Linked DNA regions of Mus musculus: region 2 is linked to region 1. A link is a contact called in public HiChIP or PLAC-seq data. All regions are on one chromosome and are shown on one strand. The core of a region is the stretch at or near the end of the contact, and the rest is flanking DNA. Distances in the headings are between cores, read along the strand shown. Region 1 overlaps Lpp (LIM domain containing preferred translocation partner in lipoma). Region 2 overlaps Lpp (LIM domain containing preferred translocation partner in lipoma).

Region 1 (3,700 bases), core at 479-2,978:
AGATCTCATTAAGCATGTTCCGGTTTCTTGTTATATCCTTTTTATAGCATTATTACAGCTTGGCACTAACATTTTTTGTTTTGAAACAAATTAAATTGAAACTCAGACAGATAATAAACAAGCTATCCAAGGTCTTGTGGCTTACAAAAAAAAATGGAGACTTTGATTTGAGTACAGCTATGTCTAAATGCCAGTTCCATAGTCTAATGTTCCGACTTGTAAAGTCTGTGTAAGAATTTTTTTGTTGAGTGTGCACACACTGAACTATGGATAACTGTGTGGCTATAGGTAGATAGATATCAAAATTGGAAGGGAACAAATTTGTTTTTGAAAGTGTGTCAGAGTGGAACCCAGCCAGGACAACTTCAATTTTGATAAAAATTAAAACCTTAAAGGAATGAATGGAATTTGAGTAATAAAAGCTCACAGTGATGGTGACGGAAACTGTCAGCCTGCTGTCTTTGTAAAGATGTTATAGATTATCCTATGTGAGCTTGCTTTGAAGCTTTGAATGTAGAAAAGGTAACTGAAAATGTCTATTGTTTAGAAATGTTGTAACTGTGTGTGTGTGTATGTGTGTGTGTGTGTATGTGTGTGTGTATGTGTGTGTGTATGTGTGTGTATGTGTGTGTATGTGTGTATGTGTGTATATGTGTGTGTATGTGTGTATATGTGTGTGTATGTGTGTGTATGTGTGTGTGTATGTGTGTGTGTGTATGTGTGTGTATGTATGTGTGTATGTGTGTGTGTGTATGTGTGTGTGTATGCGTGTGTATGTGTTTGTATGTGTATGTGCTCTTGCATGCTCATGCCTTTGAATGTGTTTCTGTGTGTCTTTATAACTCATGGAATTCAGTTCTCTTTGATGCTTTGGTTTTGTTGATTACATTCAGGTCAACAAGCTTTGTGCTTCTACCTCCAGGGCCCATCTTGAGAGCCCAATAAAAAAATCCCAGGTTGACTCTTCGATGGAGGAATTGATAGAAAAGTAGATTAAATGGTTGCATCTTTCCAGCTGTCTGAAGGAAATATCAATCCAGGATAGCAATGATCCCCCTTGAGAATCTTTACTCGTATCTTATATATTTTACTGTCTTCTCCTTGATTTCTTGGTCTGTTCAGAGGTCTCCTTTTGTAAGAAACTCCTAACTCTTCCTGAAGCTTTAACCACTGGGGTAAATGGGTGGGCAAGCTGAATAGGAGACTCAGGGAAGGGAACTGAAGCCCAACACTTAGTTGTACACACATTGAGCAAACACATGGGTTTTTCATGTTTTCTGCCCTGAGCTGGTTAGGATTGGAAACAGAAAAATGTAATCTTTGCCTGGCTCTTTATAGTAGTAAAGGAATAAGAAATTAAAGCCTGACCAAGAAGGATCTTAAGAGACCTTATCCAAGATGGAGAGATGAATTCAGAACTTTCCCACAAATGATGTAAGGAACTATTGTCTTAATAGGTAACTCAGAACTCTTAAAGAAGTACATTGCAGTGTATCAGCTGCTGCAGGAATGGGTACTGGGCAACCGCCATAGCCCCTCCCTTAAAGGAGGATAAATCCTTTGACTCCATGTGCAAAGGAGCTCAGGGAATACTGATCTGCAGCAGTGAGAGGGTTAAAAAAGTCCATCATTGTATAAGAGGCCCTGCGATCTTGTCTGAACCATGTCAGGATGTTGCCTGCACGCTGTCTTTGCTGATCACAGTAATCCGGTCATAAGAGAAAGAGAAGTAATAAGAGTGTCTCTTAGCAACCAACCCCAGGAGAAAGAGAAAATTACTCAAACTGAGCCATTCAGCTAGGGAAGTAGAAAGAAAAATATTCTGAAAGTCTGAAAATGCTCAAGTTCAGTCTTCAATGCCGCAGACAGAGGTGGCAGGCTGGGGTGGGTGTGTTAGTAACAAAAATCTGTGAGAAATTGAAATGTTCTCTCTTTCGCTTTCCTTCTGTTTCCTGCCACCTCACCCTATAAGATACAGGAGTAAGAAAGGGTGAGCCAAAGAAGGCTAAAAAGTCCTTCTTTCCCACTATAGGACCTGGGTGGTTGAAGCATGGGAGAAGAGAAACGGAACTCACTCACTCTCTCTCTCTCTCTCTCTCTCTCTCTCTCTGTGTGTGTGTGTGTGTGTGTGTGTGTGTGTGTGTGTGTGTGTGTGTGTGTGCCATGCAGGTGCTAATGCATGCATGTGCCTGCATTTGTGTGGTATGTGTGCTCTGGCCTGTTTGTGTGCTCCTGTGTGTGCAGAGATGCATGTGTGTGCACATACACAAACACATCTACGTGTGCAAGTGTGTATGGCAGAGGTTCATTTACCCAGCTTGTCCAGTGGCGATCAGGATTGCTCTTTAGAGGGAGAAGTGTGAAATCTAGGGGTGTGATTCCTTTCTGAAGACTTGCTTTGCCCTTACTGCATACTAATTGGCTCTGTAATGTGTAGGTGTCAGCTGTGAAGCTATGTATGCTTGTACACTTTGTTCTATGATAGTTTTAACCCTGCCCCCTTTTCTTACAAATATCAGTAAGAGGTACATTTTACACTGACAGTTGTGCGTCACACATGTATGTAATTTGAAGTGAGAGTTTCTTTACATATGCTTTTAAGGTATATGTTATTCACTGTACTTTCTATTGTCTGTCATTTTCAAGTGCTGTTGAAGCCCACTGAACTGATATTGTGGTCCTTCATGAGTGAGTATCTTTTCCCCTCTGATGAAACTAGAGGGTAAATTTAGAATTTGCCTTAAATTTTGATTTGATCAAAGTGTCACAAAGCAAGTATAGTCATGGAGAAGAATCCTGGGGCAAAACTGTAATATTCAGGGTCATAGTTACTTTAAATTCTTTTTTTTTTCTGTTAAGTCACCATATCCTAATAGCTTAGCTGGCTTCCATTTATGGAAGTAAACCCAAGGCACTTCCTCTAGACTGTCAGTGTGTAGAAGCAAGTCACGAGGTAGCCAGGAATCACTGCGTTGGGTAATTTTGCACGTCACTCCGGTTTGTAACATACTGGAATCTGGAGCGGGAAGTGGCCTTGCAAATCATTCAGTCTTATGCATTTCTAAGATTCAATTTCAGAAAAACACTGATTGACTTCTGCCTCTCTATAAGGATGTTATGAACTAATATTTATAATTTAGTTATATTAATAATATTATAGGGGAATATTAGATATATGTATATACATGTATATATATAAAGTTATAGATATACGAGTGTGTGTGTTGTATGCATGTGTGTGAGTATGATCTTCGGGAAAGTGCGACTTGTTGAAAACTATGTGTGGTGGAAAATTCAACGTGGGAAAAAAAACAGAAAAGAGGGTTTGAAATAATAGTCTCAAGGTTGCAAAAGTCTAGAAAGAGAAAGCCTTTGTATCAGGTCCCCTGGACATGAGAATACTTGGAGACCATATTTGTTAGTTCATGGAGAGAGAGAGAGTCAAGTAGAGTACATGTCGTAAGTAATTTGAAAAGGGAAATTCTTTTTGCTCCCTTGAGTTTGTTGCAGTGATTTCACACTCATCAGTTTCGGTATTTTTCTATATTGTGTAACGTATTTTGTCCCCTACTAGCCTGCATGTCTCATTGCCAGCTGCTTGATGGCAAGGTGGGGTTTCATTAGTAGTGGGCAGTATGACTGGCTCTTGGAAACCATTCTTACATAAAGATATGGTGTACATGCCCTCGGAGTTGGAAGA
Region 2 (3,675 bases), core at 466-2,965, 80 kb after region 1:
AAGTTTAGTCTCTGAACACTTCATCTCTTTTTGAAATGTACCATTTTAGAAGAGTATAAAGCTGCTTTTCTGGGCTTATGATGGGTAAAATAACAACCTAGTAATAGTCAAATTGTAACTTCTAGATCTTGTGGACAAATTTCTTTATTTGTTTAGTCTCAATGGGCTAAAATGAATAGAGAAAGTTTATATCCTTTCTCGTTTGAGCTTCTAGAGCCTGCCTGCATTCCTTTGTTTATATCCTCATCCACTGTCTGGAAAGCCTGCAATAAATCAGCTCTTTGACTATGCTTTCTTCCATATGGTTCCATCTGATTATACAGGGAGTATTTCTGCTTTGGGGGCCTTGTGTGATTAGATTAGGTCTACCTGGGTAATTCAGGTCTTTGTCTTCATCTCAGATTGTTTATGGTTAACCACATCTTCAGCGTTTATTCTGGCAAATAAAGAAATTTGTCCACAAGATCTAGAAGTTACAATTTGACTATTACTAGGTTGTTATTTTACCCATCATAAGCCCAGAAAAGCAGCTTTATACTCTTCTAAAATGGTACATTTCAAAAAGAGATGAAGTGTTCAGACAGGAAGTAGGCTTTTTCCTTTAGGTAATACATCCTGAGTTTATGTTGATAGTAACAGGGAATTCATTCATTTAGTGCAGACATATGCAGTCTGTTGTGTAATATCTCATTAAGGTCAGTAGCAGGTCCTTGCTAGCCAACAGTGATTTGTAGCGGTTTCCACGGGAAATGAAGTACAGTGGTTACCTGTTCTTGGAACACATTTCAGTATCTTGTATGTTGTAAATGTTCACATCATTATTTTATTCTTTCTCCTTGCTTTGGTTTTGCCCTGATGGGAATACTACTCAAGGTCTAAAGCCTTTCTGAATTTTGTTGTTGTTGGTTGTTATTAGTATGTTTTATTACTGTAACAAAAGACCTGGAGCTAAAATAAAAATTCTTGGAGGTTGACATTCAAGCAATATGGCTCTGTTAACAGCCAAGTTTTTCTGCCCTTACTTCAAGGCAAATGGCATCATGGGAAGAGTGTCCTCATATGCATATATCAGAAGGCAAGGTTTGCCTCCATGAGCATTCATTTCATAATCTGCTTTTTTCACAAGATCCACCTTCTAAAGATTCCCAGCTCAAGAGTATCACATTTACCAAGCTTCCAGTTTATAGACCATGGTAGTGTTCACTAAGACATAGGCCAATCATATTATCGACCTGTGAAAAGTTGCCCTAGCTTTTTCAAGCCGCTTGTAGCCTGCCCAAGAACAGCACGATTATGTGCCTCAGTTACAGTGCAGCCCACGTTGTGGTGCTTCCTGGAGCTGATGTACAGTGACTGAGCCAGCATAGACCTTCAGATATTCACCCCAGGAGCAGTACCCATTCTCCCTGGAATTGTGAACATATTTAGGAAGTCTAATCATCACCTCTGTTTCCTGGTGCCTTTAATGTAAGAATAGGTGATTAACGTGTATGCTTGTCTAAGACTGACTTGTCATACATATGAGCTGGAGAACAGAAATAGATGGAAAGATTTTTGTGATAGATTATGGAAGAGAAGATGTATTGTTAAGTCAAGTCCAGTTACACTGTTGAGTTGCAGAGCAGATCAGCTAAACAGGATGTTCTCTTGTAACTCTCCTGAGGTGGGCTCAACCTCAAAAGAGAAGGTGTGAGTGTGGTGTGCCCTGCCGGAGCCTCTACCGAGTGAGTCACTTATGTGAAAATGTCTTGACATACATAGAATTGTAGAGCCCACACTGTATCTGATCACAGAAATGTTACTGCATAATAGCAAGCTGGCTTTGATCTCCATGGGATTGCAGGCTGGGGGATGAGGAGGGGTGGCTTTTGAAAGGTCACCTCTACTACTCAGGAGAACACAGAGTATCAATCCCTTATATCTGCGAGCTGGTGTAGCAAGCATTGGAAGTGTGTGCATTAAAGGAAAACTGCCATGTATCTTCATGTGTGAATGGGGTGCTTTTTTTTTTTCTGGAAGAGCTTAGCATCCTGACTACTTTCCCTTCTATGTTGTAGTTGATGATATCTCACACCCACTGGTGTGTGAAGAGGAAGAACCTGCTATGCCTACTTTCTGTGTTAGTGATGTGGCATAATGTTTTCTGGAAATGCCACACAATTTCAAATGTGACTCCTTTCTAAACTTGCGAATAGAGTTGACAACAGTGAAATATGTCCTGTAAACAAACCCCGAGACACTATCTTTTGAATGAGTGGTAGTTGAATTTATACCAAATCCCAGAAGTAGGAAGTCCCACATGTGTGGAGTTCTCTCTGCTGCCCGAGGCCCACAAGGGGCAGTGCCGGGAACAAAGCCTGCATCACCTACTTACTCTCATTCCAGTCCAGCACAGCTGAGTCCAAGTTTTATATTCTATTACTCACAATCCAAATCGATGGTAACATATAATATTTTACCTTTATTGAGTAAAACTGCAACTCTCTTCTAAAGGTGATTGCATTGCTATGTGACTTTTTATGCTATTAAATTCTTCTACTCACATCTTATTTCTGGAATTGCAAGAGAAGTAACCGAAGGACTCATTTATCTCTTTTTATGAGGTACTTAGTGGACATTGTTGAATGTTTTCTGGATGGTGAGGGTACAATCACAAATAAAGTGAAATGTACGTCCTTAAAGGGTTCATTTTCCTGTGGGAGAGGATTCAAAAGCAGACAATTATGTACTAAAGTCTAACTAAGTGGTAGAGAGAAAGTTGAAGGTAAAACATAGAGGGGATGGGATGGTCTGGTCATTGCGTTTTTTTCTGGGGTTTCTGGGGAGACACTTAAGATGAGGTAGCATTGGAGCACAGCTACCTAGGTTGTATTGAAACAAGCTATTAGATGCATGTTAAAGGATGTTCCAGACAGGCACGTTTCAATTTTTTGTTATTTTAGGGGATAGAGGAGAAAAGACGGCACAGATTCTAGCCAGCAATGGCATGGGTCAGATTGGAAAGCAGCCTGGATTGGCTGCTGCACTCTGTGAATCAAGATGCTAGGTATCAGTGAGAAAGAAAGCAGCTCCTGATCATGGCACAGGGCTCTGGACTCTGGGTCTTCCTTAGAGGGAGCTGGGGAACATCTGGAGGCTTTGATGAGAAGTGTTCTAGTCATGGTGGCCTCCTGCTGGAAAACAGACAACAGGCAGTAATGCTTCAAACTACCTAGATGTGAAAGCTGGCAGGACTCTATCAATGAGACAGGTTGTAGACAGGAAGATCCAAAGGTTTGCAAGTCTAGGACTGATGGCCTAATCAACAAGATGGTGGGCAGATGGGATGTGAGTAGTAACCACTTACTGAGGTTCCAGCAGACAGAAAGAGCAGGCATTTGGTTTCCATTTTTAGAGGTGCTTTCATTTTGACATTTATTTTAGACTTTTATTTGTTTGTGGTAGGGTGTTGGATGTGTGTGTTTGTGGCTTGTGTGTGCACATATGCACACAGACACCGTCGTAGCTTATTGGGTATCTCCTCATATCTTTCTCTATGTTGTTTTACTTTGTGCATGTACAGGCTTTGCTTTCTTGCTTGTACTTATGTCTGCACACTATGTGCCTGCCTGGTGCCTACAGAGTTCAGAAGATTGCATTGGATCTTCTGGGACTGAATTCTCAGTTGTGAGCCAC

Evidence for each region. HiChIP or PLAC-seq counts read pairs in DNA pulled down with a chosen protein or histone mark.
Region 2: a BATF HiChIP or PLAC-seq map of CD8 T cells shows a contact between it and region 1, with 8 read pairs. The contact joins two enhancer-like sites. A contact is called at or near these places in 1 of 15 datasets of contacts at CTCF or cohesin (CD8 T cells) and 2 of 115 datasets of contacts at active chromatin or transcription factors (CD8 T cells and memory CD8 T cells).

Annotation. Positions count from the first base shown.
Region 1 is chr16:24,622,818-24,626,517 of GRCm38.p6, forward strand. All of the region lies in intron 5 of Lpp (LIM domain containing preferred translocation partner in lipoma), which reads left to right. Among named protein-coding and RNA genes, the nearest start is that of Mir28a, 200 kb to the right of the region's middle. Within about 2 kb of position 1,729, at least 69 of the 459 cell types and tissues checked have an H3K27ac peak or open chromatin away from gene starts, as enhancers often do. A contact at or near this core is called in CD8 T cells and memory CD8 T cells, where this site is marked.
Region 2 is chr16:24,702,731-24,706,405 of GRCm38.p6, forward strand. The region is part of intron 7 of Lpp (LIM domain containing preferred translocation partner in lipoma); the gene reads left to right. Among named protein-coding and RNA genes, the nearest start is that of Mir28a, 120 kb to the right of the region's middle. Within about 2 kb of position 1,716, at least 21 of the 459 cell types and tissues checked have an H3K27ac peak or open chromatin away from gene starts, as enhancers often do. A contact at or near this core is called in CD8 T cells and memory CD8 T cells, where this site is marked.